Regions from separate parts of the Mus musculus genome. Here region 2 is linked to region 1. The links are chromatin contacts, called in public Hi-C maps. All regions are on one chromosome and are shown on one strand. Each heading gives the region's core, a stretch centred on a gene start, on an enhancer-like site or on the middle of the called end of the contact. The rest is flanking DNA. Distances are from core to core; before and after follow the strand shown.

Region 1 (6,843 bases), core at 3,573-6,072:
GTGTGTGTGTGTGTGTGTGTCTATGTGTGCGTGTATCATGTATAGAGGTGCCCATGGAGGCCAAAAGGAAGTATCAAATTCTTGCTGACGCCAGAGTTAAGAGGCAGTTGTGATCTCTAAAATGATGCTAGGAACTGGCCCATTAAAAACATGAGAATAAGGTCAGTTATTTTATTAGTCTTCCCCAATGTCACCACTGTGTCTTCTTTCCTTTTTGTCTACTTATAATTCACTTAAAAGATCACTGATGCCAGGCATTGGTGGCACACGCCTTTAGTCCCAGCACTTGGGAGGCAGAGGCAGGCGGATTTCTGAGTTCGAGGTCAGCCTGCTCTACAGAGTAAGTTCCAGGACAGCCAGGTATACAGAAAAACCCTGTCTTGAAAAACAAAACAAAACAAAACAAAACATCACTGATACAGTTTAAGACCACAAGTTTATTATGTAGGGAGGGAATAGTTAAGTTCCATTTTACCAGAACTAGAAAACAAGGCAAGAAAATGAAGTCTCCATCCACACTTGCTATTTTGGAACACTGGGCAATTGACATGCTCTGGGTGCTATGTGAGTCCTGAGTTAACATCTTCCCCAAAAAGACAGTCCATGGAAGATGGGGCTGCTCAAGTCCCCATAACAAATGTAAGATATTGGAGTTCATTTCTTAAACAGATTATCTTAGATGTGAGAGTCATTCATTAAAACCACCATTCATAAATACCAATACCTGGGTATTATGTGAGCATGCACAAGTATACACACGCATCATGGTGCATGTATGGAGGTCAGCAGACAACTTACAGAAGTCAGTTGTCTCCTTCCACCATGTGGGTTCCAGGGATGGAACTCAGGTCATCATGTGGGTAGCAAAGACTTTACTCACTGTGCCCTCTCACCAGCTCAATACTCAAGTGTTCCATAGAACACACTTAGCTGTGAAATTGATCCTGGAGCAAGACAATAGTTTACATTTCTAGCTGCATTTCTATTCACACTTACTATCAGACAAATCTTTAACCTAAAATCCTCTGTGCAGAAACTCATTAAACTTTGTTATGGAAGGAGATCTAGACACCACTGTTCCCCTTTGCCTAATGACTCGACACTGCTCTTATAAATGCATTCTCATTAGATCATGTTTCTTACAGTGCTTCCTCATGAAGTCTGTGTGCAACTGTACCAAATACTCTTGGCAGCCGATACTACATTAAACAGTTTTTACTACTTGCTTCTCTTTCTTCTTTCTTTCCCCTCTCCTTTCCATCTCTCTCCTCCCTGGTTTTTGAGTCAGGAATCTTGGCTGGCAACCACTATTTTAAGAGTTTTCCCTAAGCTTCCATCAGATTATGTTTTTCTTACTATGATGTATAAAACACAAAAGAGTCAAGCAAATTTATCTCTTTGAATATGAGAAAAAGCACTACTTCTTAATACTTGGTGGAAGAAAGAAACAAGTCGGTTACTGGGTTATTTGTTCTCTCTGCAGACAGGGATGCAGGCAGGGGAGGATACATCAACTGAAATTATCATGATGCGCCTTCCAAAAGTTATCAGCAAGGATGCTCTGGAGAGGCAGTAAAAGATACTGATTCTTTAGGCTGTCAGTGTGTATGGTACTCAGGGTACTGATAAATAAAAGTCAAACATAAGAAATAATTTGAAATCTTACCACACATTGTGATTTATGATATAATTTCCATTGGAAATTTACATAAAATACAGTAGTTGCTTTTCTTTTCACACTTCGTTGTTTATCTCAGAAGCTTTACAGAGTAAATATGAGCTTAATAGAAATCTGATCTACACATGATTAGAAACGTTTATAGGTGATAGGACTGCCTCACGTTGCTAAGTCTGAAGACAATTTGTCTGGTTCTAAGATAGGCAGCCTGGACACCATTGCTGGCTTCTCTCATCCATGTGGCCACTGTTCAAATTATTGCCATAAGCACTATATACTACTAAGTTTTGGAGGGTGCTGGGATTTTGTGTTTAGTTTTCCTTAACTCTTTCTGTCAATACTTCAAGGTGTGTATACGAATAATTATATGGCTGTGATAATCCACTGGACTGGATATGCACTTGTTGAAATATAATGAAGTTGGCGTGTTTTGTCTACCCACTGCGATTACTACCATGAACTTTATGATACTATTTATTTTAGAGATTCCATTTCATAGCAGAAGCTTACCTAGCAACTGCTAACGAACACACCAAATCATAAAGGAGATTCATTTTAGTAAGTCAGAGGCTATAAAAAAAGGTCAATGGTTCAAACATCAGTATTTCCAGTAGAATGGATCAATTAATCTTATCTGGGAGGGTGGGGGAGAATATCTTTTTTCCCTATGAGGTATAAAATGTGATGGTTAATCTTATTCATTTATTTTTTGTGTGTATGCTACTGGTCCTTGTATATAACAGGTAAGTAGTCTGGCACTAAGTTATGTCTCCAGCCCTTTGCAGTTAATTTTTAGCCAACATCCATTGGATTCTACTAGTGTTCCAAGAGAAACACTCTAAGTGCATTATATAAATTAACCCATACTTTGATCCTTCTCATACAAATAAGAAAACTGCATCCAAGAAAAATTATGATGGTTGTTCAAGACTGCAGTGGTAATAAAAGGGCAGTTGGGGTCCGAAGCCTCAAGTGGGCTCTGGAGAGGGAAACACAGCTGACCTTGAGGCTTCCTATACCAACCTGACTCTTAGCAGGGAGGATGAAGACCACAGACATTCAGCTTACGTGGGTGTGTGTCCTTACTATTATTAACCACAAAGTGACAAGTCAATATGCTGCACAGCACACACTTGATGGGCCATAGAAGCCATTATAACAAAAATGTCCTCATGCATCAGAGATTTAAAGTAAGCCAGAGGTAAAGCCGCCATGGTGACACATACTGACAGTCTCAGCATCTCAGGAGGCTGAAACAGGAGCATAGTTGGAGTCCAGGATTTCGAGGTCAGCCTGGGCAATATAATAAGACCTCATTAAAAATAATAATAACTAAATAAGCCACAGGTATAAATTTTGGATGAGACAGTATGTTTCCAGCCTGGGTAAAGTTGAAAATACCCATTGTCACCACTCAAGTTCCACATGCAATTAGTTATATAACTCTAGTTCAATTTTTTTAAAAAGGATTTGTGCCTGTACCAAAATGTACATGGAATGAGTATTCCTAAACCTAAAATTCAAAAATTGAAATGCTACAAATTATCAAACTTTCTATGTATCAATAGAGATAAAATCACGAGTGGAAAATTCCACATCTGATTTCACATTTAGCTGTAGCCAATATAATTTGCATTAAAGACACTAAAATAGTCTGTACGATATATATATATGTGTGTGTGTGTGTGTCCCACCATAAATAAAACTATTATAAATTTTAAAAACATAAATTATTGAGAAGTTTGATTAGACTTGAGTTATATCCCTCAAGATATCTCATCACATAAGTGCAAATCACCCAAGAGTTAAAAAAAAATACAATATCTGAAAAACTTCTGGGTCTGATTATTTGGATAAGGTTCTCAGCCTTTCCATACAAAAATACATATTTAGGGAAGACATCACCTGTCTTAGAAGCTATGATTAAAACAAGCAAAAAACTAAATAGACACACACACACACACACACACACACACACACACAAACAAAACACTTAGCATCCTTTTCCCATGAGGCAAATAATATGAGGTGCAAGCTTTAATCAGACAGATGTGGGTTCAAATTTCATTTTGCTCTATGCTAAATATTGCTCAGAAAATTCTGCTTCAAGTCAGCCACAGAATGCTCATGTCTCAAATGAGGCTATAGGCAGCCATGTGCAACAGTGGAGGCTAAGAACTGAATGGGACCTGCTCACAGTCACACTTCTCTGAATTTTCCTTAGCGTTCTACAAGTATTCAATAACTGATAACAATTTACAGAGGATCCTGGCAACCCACAACGTATCTTCCTGGATTTGTATACAGAAATCTATTTCTTTGGGGTTCTTTTCCTGGTATTTTCTCTAAGGCCTCAATTGAATTCCTTTATAAAATTTCCAATTTAAACATCTAATAGTAGGTGTGCACTAAAAGAGAGGGCAGGAAGAGACACACCTTCAGGCTGTCTCCTCTTAAAACACAACTACATCTCAAATTAAACCCCTTTTTTGTATACTATGCTTAAGGGGCAGTAATAGTCACTTTTCAGCTGAGAAGACAGAGCCCAGACTGGAGTAATGTGTGTGAGCCAGAATGGAATGGGACCAGGAGCCACATGGCTGCTTGTCAGAATCCTAGTCAAGGGCACCAGCCATGAATCTTCACACCCACCCTCCTTCCTTAAGATAGTAAGTAGTTTTACTTCCAAAGAGGAGGTGAGAGAATTTGAGAGTAGTGTTTTTCTCCTCCCTGGGAAAGGCCGTTTTCCAACCCATTCCTAAGCATGGCGGGCAATAATACTTCAGAGAGAAGCAAGGAGATTCTGGGGTGGTGAGGTCCCTGCCTTTGAAGCAAGCCAGCCAGCAAACACAAATGCATGCAATTTGAAATTTTAATTAGGGTGCCATGTGCTGGTGACATATGGCAACATGCTGACAGCTGGGTGTCCAGGTTCAGGAACAGACCTGGGTTCTGAAGTCACAGTTGGCAGAAGCGAAGTTCTCTGCTTGTGCGCTAGGTGCCTGGAAAGTGTGCTGCCAACATCCCCTGCTACCCTGCACGGCCATTCTGCCATTTACAGACACTGTGTGTAGAGGGCCACCGCTGCAGCTCAGACATACGCAGGAACAAAGATGAGAAGAAATGAACAAGATTAAAACCTGATCCCAGGATCAGAGTCCAGGCTGGACCGTGTTCATAACAGCACAGCCATTGACCTTTGGTGGCCCTGGGAGTCTCATGCTAGTCCCTGCAGCATGTGCTCTCTGTGGCACAAGGAGAAACAAACAAACAAACAAACAAACAAACAACCTCTGTTACCTGTTCCAAAGTGTAAAGGAATACGGCTCTTTTTATACTGCCAAATGTGATTTAAAAGTAGGCGGCACACGTCAGTGAATCAGGTGAGTGAGGTACGGAACTAAAACATTTTTAAGACAACTCGTTAAGTATTAAAAAGTTTGTTAACTTTTTCTTCTCAGAATTTCTCCTCTGTGATGAATTATTAGTGGTCAGTTTGACCTCTGAAGCTCAGTAAGCTGCCTGAGAATGTCTCGAAATGGGTTAATGAATTGCCTTGGAGTTCTCCCATGCCCCTCTGCCTGTTCCTGTCCGACTATTTACTGTGTGTAAAGTGGGAAGGGTTTGGGTGTGCTGTTTCCAGGCAAGCCTAGAACCACCAGGAGCGTCTCGGCCACACTGTGCAGTATTAACAGTGCCACTAACTCTTTGGGTCCTTTTCTACATAATGGATTCCTGCCGTGTTGTCTTTGATGGCACAGGACTACTGTAGTGAATAGGCCATGCTGGTCCTCTGTTTCTGGAAATTTGAGTTTCTAACCATCAAGCCATGCAATGCTTCTGGAATACTCTAAATATTAGCAGCTCCCCAGGCTCTCCTGCAGTCCAAATCTCTGAGTGAATTTAAGATAGACTTATCACTGGAGCAGAAATTCAATATAGACCAACAGGATTAAAAGCAAGAATTGTGCTGCTTTCCCTCACCTCCTGCCCCAGTTATAAGCAGTGCAATCTATTTTACTTTATTTTTCCTATCAGTATTGTTATAAAGAGGCAGAAAATAGAGTCACAACACATTCTACTTGAAGTTAAGCTCTGAAAAGAAGCAAAACATACTGAAGATAAACATTAGAAATTTCATGTTTTAGACAACATTGCTGGACAACACAGACAACCAAATACACACACACACACACACACACACACACCGACACACACACACACACAGACACACACACACAGACACACACACACACTCCCCTCAGCTGTAAGCCCAGTAACTGGTTTGGAAAGCAAATATGCATGTGTATATAGTTATCCTTAAGTACAAAGCAGGTTGGTGCAAAGAGCATGACCTCTGGTTATCTCCTCTACCTTTCAGAGCAGTTCTCCCTGAGAAGTATGGCTAGATGCTCCTGTAAGAACAGCAGAGAAGCCACATGCAAGCATCTGTCCAACTCCAGACACACTGCACGTTCATCTCAAGCCATCTTTTAATGTCTTCCATTGAGGATTCCTTTACCTTGAATAAGTGGTTCACAGCCATGACACAGGAATTCACTAGATAATTCAGGTTATGATGCCGAGAGGCATCCAGTTTTGCCAGGATAAGGAAGTTTATAACATTCTTAGATTCTATTGATATCACATCTAAAGTACTAGTTTTCAATTCTAGGATTTAAAAATCAGACTGTCGCTATAATTTTCTTAGAATAGCTCTCCAAACTCTTTATAAACACACCTTCTATCCCTAATTCCATGACTAAGCTAATAAAAGCTGAAATCTGTGGAGTCTACAATAACACTAAGAAGAAGTATCCTTCAGAGGAAGTATTTCTTGTGGTTTTAAAAGTCTATTGTTAACGAAGTGTACATTTTTATTATATATGTCAAAGGATGAAAAATGTGTTAGGATATCTTATAGTGGATAAGCATCCTTCTCTGCTAGGTAAAGTAACATTAGATAAAAGGACTCATGTATCTGGTGGCAAAGTAAATCTCTCAAACACAATTTAGGCATCAATAAAATGAATATAGATCAAAAGTATATTTTAAACTATCATAACTTTTAAGGATACAATGTGAATAAAGTGGAAAACAGGACAACATACAGAGAACACTGGACTAAAATGGTCACCAGAACAAAACTGTTCACAGGAATAAAT
Region 2 (7,306 bases), core at 3,569-6,068, 120 kb before region 1:
TGTGTAAGAGGTAACACGGACATAGACTGCTATAATTCAGACGCCCTGCAGATAGCAGACTGCTGCAGTGTGCGCAGTTATGGGCAAGAAAAATGACCACGCTGCAGTCAGTCTGACTTGAATGGAAATCAATCATAAAGGTACTTTCTGTGCAGCTTGTACACCACAGTCTTCAGCAACTCCTTTGCCAAGCAGATTTCTGGTCTGTAAACCCTGTGCTGATCTCCTCTTTCTATCCCTGTTTTTAAAGGAGTGGCCAAATGCAGGCTGGAAGTAGGGTTTTTCAAACAGGAACATAAAAGGAAGGCACTGAACTAAAACATGGGTTTCCCTCCATGTGAAATGAGCTTGCCTGCTATTAAAAGATTTAAGCAATGCTTTTTTTCTGAAATGTAGCACTAGGTGCCAAAAGCCAACAGAATGCTTTTAACACCACAAAAGGCAGTTGCTAGCACGCACAGATCACCTCCTTCACACAGCCATGACTTATGAATACAAGGTTAAGAAAACGTGTGTGTGTGTGTGTGTGTGTGTGTGTGTGTGTGTGTGTGTGTTAGTGTGACAGTAGGGGGTTATGCTTGAAGAAAAAGAGGAATATAAGCATAGAAAATTTTATTTATGAAAGATGTTTCTATTTTTATTAAAATAGGCTGAATCCACCAATACTGTGTTATATTCCACTCTGAATTATGAAGGTTCACCTTTAACAGATAACCACTATAAGTTGAATTTCTAAGCTAGTCCTACTCAGTCACTTTTGTGTATATAGAAAGTCTTGAAGTTTGAGAAACCCAGGCATAATCCCCATGGAGGAGGGCCTCTCCTACTTACAGATTACATGTGTAACAAATGTTTACTGAATTGAACTAAAATCATGAGCATGCTAATGAAAACAGCAAAGGACTTCTTTCTGCTGATTTTTATTATGTACCAGATAGTGTAAATAAAATATAGAACTTTATCCTATGGTATCCCTATGGTATACATCAACATTATTCTCATTGACAAATGAGAAAATGAAGGGTGATGTTTAGCAAAATGTTCAGGTGTAGCACAGGGATTTGATGTCAGGTGTCTGTAGATATCAGCTAAAGAAATAGGAGAGCCACATTCCTGCTCTTGTCTTTGCTGTCTCATAATTACAGGGAAGATGTGTCTCATGAGATAAGTTATCACCATAAGTAGCAAGGCTGCTATGTCCCCTACATTCTTCTCCAAGTCTTCAGCACAAGGAGTTGTAGCTACTGCTCTTCTAGATGCAGGGTCTCAAAATTGGTCCAGGAGAGTGGCCATGAGCAGCAAATGATGATGACTGATCTCTTGCATTAGTGGCTTCTGCCTTTGGGACTGGAATTGATTTTCTGCATTTTAGAGCATCATCTTGTCTTGGCTTTTGGTTGAAGTCAGATGAGATACCCGTTTAGCATACGATACAACTTCAGCCATGGGATTCAGTCTTCTTGACAGAGGATGGATTTGATGGCATAAAAGGTCTTTTTACCACAATGATCTATAAACCATGGAAGGACATCTACATATAAGCTCATTCCCCAAGAGTACACTGGTACTATCTGACCATTAGCTGTACCAACAGAGACCCTTCCTAATAACACATTAATTAGTTATCTATACAACAACAACAATAACAACAACCATTTTTTAGGGAGAACTGCTTGATTTTTCCTCCTGCTCTTATTGAGAAATCCTCGGTGTTAATTATGTACTCTATTAATCACATACTGGATGGCTCAGCGTCTGATGTATGGTGTGGTTTTGCTGAGTGCTCAGTCAGCCATCGCAGACATCCCTACAGGGTGCCACCAACAGCCTCTCCAATCCATGAGGGTAAGCTACAAGCACATACTCCAGAACAAATCCCAATAATTTTGCATCCTTATTGTGGGGCAAAAAAGAGTTATATCAGGTATTTGGAGATCACAAGAAGGCCTTGCAAGCTCCCCAATATTACTCATTGGATATTGATATCTGTTCTTAAAGGTGAGTCTTACGAGCAAATAAAGATTTAGTGAAGATTACATTATCAGTAGCGATCTCTTGAATTTTTGCTCATAAATAGCATTTTTAAAAACACCGTAGAATTATGTATTATTTGAAATACTGATATGGTTAACCCATTCATAGCTGACCATTTAATGTTGGAAAATGTCAGTGTTAGAATAGGATTATGTCCTTTGTTCACTAAATTCCCATTAGCTACCCAGAATGTTGGCAGAAATGTAGGATTTGGCTAAAAATCACGAGGAATAAGACTTTTCTAGATAGATGAGTAAGAACAGTACTAGTATGTTTTCTTCTGTCACAGCTGTTACCTGACGGGACCACTAAATGGCTGTAATAAACCAAGCTTTAGGACACAGTCCTCAAATCAGTCACTCATAATTATACACATGTGAATATTTTTAAATAAAATTGGCTGATAGTGGTCAGCTCCAGGATCAGCTCAAGAACACACAGTAGATGATCAAGGGCAAAGGCTTAAGCCAGTAATGATCAAGGTGATTACCATCATTGAGCTCTCACTAATCCAACATGAGGCGTCCTGTTATGTTACCTCTGTGTTCTTGAGAGGTCTCCCCAGTTTAGCACTCAGATTTATGCTCAGCCTATAGCCAGGACTTACTTTAAATATTTTGTATTAAATAATTATAACCTACGAAGAAAACACAGGCAAGAGGCACTGCAAATATTGACCAGAGTCCCACAGCTATTAAATTTCAAATGTTCACCCCTATTATAAATCCTGAACTATTTCCTGGCATCCTACAGGCATGTGTGTGTTTGATAGTCTGTGTTAACCACACACTATGTAGGTAGAAGTTACTTAGAAAAGATTAGCAGTAGATGGACCTAGAGAAACAGGGACCATGACAACAAGTTAGTATGCATATCAAAGTATAGTGTGTGTTTCTTTTTCCAAGATCCAGTGTCTATCATAAGAGTGCTCATGAGTCTGGGAAATTTAGCAGACCCTTCAGTTGAGGATAGAGATAAATGGCCCAAACCCAGCCATGAGCAGCTCTAACCAGGACTGGCAGGAGTATGTATATACCAAAGAGCACAGGGCACACATGCACAGTGCTACCCAGTGTCAAAAGCACACTCCCTCTGACCTAAGTGTGACCTACACAGTAGCTCACACACACTGCTCAGGACATATATTCAACACAGGGCACACATATATCTCATGGTCGGATGGGACCAGCTATGGATAAAGTAGCCTGTGGGTGGGGGTGTCCTCTTAGTAGCTCATCGTCTTTTGGTTGGTGAGGAAGGGAAGGGATAGACATCAAGGTTAGCCACCCAAATGTGAATGGTAGAAACCCTAGTGCAGCTGGTCCACTCCATTTGCTTCCTGCTTTACTGTTCAAACACTCACCCCAAATGAATCAAGGAAATAAAAATTGTATGACAAAGCATTCTTTGGAAATAATTCAACTTCAACATTTATTTTAAAATTGTATTGAATTGAACTGGGAGGAAATCTGTTAGTTAAGCCAGATAGACTGATTTTTTTTCCCTTTTCTATGAGTGTGGCAACATTTATTATTTCCTCTCTGTGTGGGGGCTTGATTAAAACTAGAAAATGAAACATATCCCATGGTGTAATACATTTAGAATGAAGTGACTTAGACTCGAAAAAAACCTTAAGGGACCGATTAGAATTTTCTATTATATGGCTTACTTAACAGATTTTCTTTAGAAGCTGCATTTTGGACATAGAGAAGATTTTTTTTAAAAAGGCCATCCAACCTATTGTCTACTACACACCAGACCTTCCTTCCAGAGGGGTTGATTCTGGCTTCTATGCATAAGATGTGTGATGTTCATTTTAAAATTACTAGTAGAGCCTGCTATTGACCATCTAATTATGCCGAGTTCCATTTATAAACATAGCTAACCACTAAGTTTATGGAGACTTTTTGTGCTGCTTTAATAGGATATTGATCGAGAGCATAGTTTGAGTGGCCTGCCATTGAATTGTGTAATGCCAAACAAAGGCAAGGTCACAGTGACGGTCCGGGCTGGGCTGCAGTGGACGTTTTATTATCGTCTTTTTGTTTCTTCCTTTAATGCTGAAGTCTAAATGGTTTCTTGCTTAAGAGTATAAATTGTATAAAAAATTAATTTCTGTACCATGATCATTGTTACTGTGTGTGTTAACAGAGGAGAGAGCCAGCAGGCTGCCTGCTCAGACTAGGAAGTTTTTAAGTCATCCTCCTCCAATAAAGGTAGAAAGAACCGCCACTATTTAAGTGGTAACCCTCAAAAGATGCCCCCTCCCCGGGACTTCTCATCTGAGGCCTGCTTCTTCATTAGTCTTTCCAGATAAGGACAATTTGTATTTTCAAGTTTGAGCTTAGCCCTACCAATGTCTCATTTTCTTACTGTGCCTCTCTTAGCTGAGTTAATTTTGCCCCAGAACTTCTTTCTACACGTCAGGTTAGACTAGATTCATTGGTTCTTACAAAACTGCTGGTCAGAAATCCTAAGTGCCTGCGTATGGGCGCTGGAAGCCATACCAAGGACTTGAAAAAGAAGTTCAGAACAAACTGCATTCGGAACTCCCATGATGATTCCTGTGTGAGAATCTCAGCAGTGCACGTTCCCAAGGCAGAAAACAGCCGCTAGGGTGCCACCTCATGCCAGGCTGAGGCACAGGCCCGTTCCATTCACTGCCACTCTCCATTGACAAACAACTTGGGAACCCCGAAGTCCATCGGGTAGCCAGGCTTTGTGGCAGAGCCAGGGCAATTCATCTGCTGGACTTTAATAGATTCTGCAGCCATGTAGCAGGAACTCAGCACAGGCTGAGCAGCTGAGAGTGGTTTTCACACCCAAAGACTCTAAGGCCAGCCACAGTGTACTGAGAATCCTGGCTTTGCAGAATTCCAGGGCTGTGAAGTCATCCCGAGCCACGAAGTTTACTTAACCCTTGCAGCCAGTTTGGGTGTAACAAACCACGCTGGCAATCGGAACAGGCCGGAGCAGAGGCACAATGGCCTGTGTGTGTATCTGTGGTCTTTTTACTCTTTCCCACGGAAGCCTTTAAGGTTTCAGAATCTCTCCAGCAACTTCAAGGAAAACACTCAGCACTTTAGAAGGAAATGAGCAGGAGTGGAGTTTGGGACAGAACTTTTTGAGTTCACACCAGGAGGGACATTTGGCAGCCTCAGAGCACGTACTTTGAGGAAACGTTGGCACAAAATAAACAAGAGTGGGTTTGACAGAGAGCCCTTGAAGCAGGGACGTTCAGCAGCCAGCAGAATGGGCTCTCCTTGGCAGCTCAGGGGAGGGGCCTATCTGGAAATGCCTGTAGTAGAGGGCTTTGTGTAGTGAAGCACCTCTCAACAGATGGCTCCTGTCTCCTCCTTCATGGGATTATGCTAAAACAACCTCAGGGATTCGGAACCCCAGGCGCTCCTGGGAGCCTCTCCCCTGTACTGAATTCTTCTTTTTCTCTGGCCCAGGGTGCAGTGGTCTGTGTTTTCTCCCTCTCGTGGAACAAGGTAATAAATAACTAGAAGTGCTTTCAGATGGTCCTGCCACGTGTGGAGATGGGCCACAGAACAAATCCATACTCTCAGCGCCAGCGTCTCCGTTGCTACAGTTCACAAACATTAGATGATAAAGGCAGAAATTAAAGGGTGCTGGCGGGAGGCAAGGGTGAGGGAGTTTGTGACTTCCTGCAGCTCTCCTGGGCCAGAGTCCCTAGTCCAGCAGTTCCTAGCATCTGCTCCAGGCATTTATTGTCAAGCAGCCTGGCTGTCTAGTCTAACTCTCACCTAGGAACTCGTGAGACTGAGCTGCTCTGTCATTGCCACCACTGTGGAGATGATACTCTCCCAGGCAAAGACATGAGAGTAGTTATTTAACTTGACTCTTCGTTTGCAAATACTGAAACAGCTCCCCCTACCCCATCACAGTGAGAACCTCACTGGACTCCTGGGGGAAGTAAATATTTTTACTATCACATGTAGAAGGCTAGCACTATGTATCTGGAAAGAGAAACAGTTTAAGACAAGGGTATCGTTTCTGAGTAATATGGAGTCTCCACACTGTATGGGGTCACAACTAGTTGTGATTGTGGTAAGGTCATAGACTCAACTTCTTTATGCAGTTCGGATGGTGTGTTGTGCTGGGTATTTTTGTCATCCTAACACAAACTATGAAGCTGGAAGTTATGGGGCTGAAGGGTTGCCTCCATCAGATTGGCCCGTGGGCATATCAGTAGGGCATTTTATTGATTAATGATTGATGTGGGTGGGCCATGCTCACCATGAGAGGTATCAATCACTCCTGGGTAAGTATTCCTGGATGGTCTAAGAAAGCAGGCTGAGCAAGGCAGTAAGCAGCACTCCTCTGTGCCCTCTGCTTCAGTTCCTGCTTTGGCTTTTTTTGATGATACAATGTGACCTGTAAGCTAATAAGCCCTTTCTTCTCAAGTTGTTTTTGGTCAGTGTTTCATCACGGGAACAGAAACCTAACTAGAGCCTATGCCTTTGAGAAAGGCTTTCTGGTCGAAGGACAGAGCTTGGGAATCCCTGTTGCAATAGGCAAGGCAAGCTATAAAAATAAACCTTGACAAACTTAGATTAAAGGTCTACAAGGAAGAGAGGGTCTCTGGCGTGTAGCTGACCGGTTTGGCCTGAAGCCATGGTTTAGCTGATGCAGCCCGGTCCTGCTCTTACCGAACAGTTGTAGTCAGCACAAGGCCATGTGTGAGTGAGTCCTGGAGTGATGGCACAGCAGTGTGCAGAGTCGGAAAGCATTGAGAAGCTGAAGGATGCTCACAATGCCAGGCCTTTGCTAACCAGCCCCCTACACAGGCACAGGAAACAATCCAAGACACTCTGCAATCTTAGCCCCAAGGGCAGGCATCCCTTCTGGCAGTCTTGAAGGAACATGTAGAACTCACTTGGCAATCATGCTGCCTTAGACTGAGTGGAGGTCTAATCAATCTTAGATATAAGACCTGAAAGGAAAATGAGGGAAGGGAGGAAGGGCAAGAGGCTGGGGATGGTTCTGAGCTGTCTGGCCTCTTACAACCCCCAGACCTTGGAACTCTGCTGGTAATGAAGACTAATGCAAGCATTTGAGTGGCTAAGGCAGAAGGAAACGGACTAGAGCTCTAATCTTAGAGTAAAAAGGGTTTCTTTTTTAATCAAGGCTATGCTTGGATCTCAATAAAGCCTCAATAAATATACTTCGCTCTAATGCCTCTATGACTGATACACTTTGATAAGACATACTCTTTATATGCTATTATTAGTAAGCTAATAAGAAA

What was found. A called contact is a pair of places that touch in the nucleus more often than the background predicts.
Region 2: a contact with region 1 is called in a Hi-C map of liver, with 4 times the contacts expected there. The contact joins two enhancer-like sites. A contact is called at or near these places in 6 of 484 Hi-C or Micro-C datasets (the N1E-115 cell line, brain, cerebral cortex and 3 more), 3 of 115 datasets of contacts at active chromatin or transcription factors (astrocytes, heart atrium and neural progenitor cells) and 1 of 9 other capture datasets (adipose tissue).

Annotation. Positions count from the first base shown.
Region 1 is chr4:97,878,305-97,885,147 of GRCm38.p6, reverse strand. All of the region lies in intron 2 of Nfia (nuclear factor I/A), which reads right to left. Among named protein-coding and RNA genes, the nearest start is that of Gm19417, 13 kb to the right of the region's middle. Within about 2 kb of position 4,822, at least 14 of the 459 cell types and tissues checked have an H3K27ac peak or open chromatin away from gene starts, as enhancers often do. A contact at or near this core is called in liver, where this site is marked.
Region 2 is chr4:98,001,908-98,009,213 of GRCm38.p6, reverse strand. All of the region lies in intron 4 of Nfia (nuclear factor I/A), which reads right to left. Among named protein-coding and RNA genes, the nearest start is that of Gm34218, 18 kb to the left of the region's middle. Within about 2 kb of position 4,818, at least 207 of the 459 cell types and tissues checked have an H3K27ac peak or open chromatin away from gene starts, as enhancers often do. A contact at or near this core is called in liver, where this site is marked.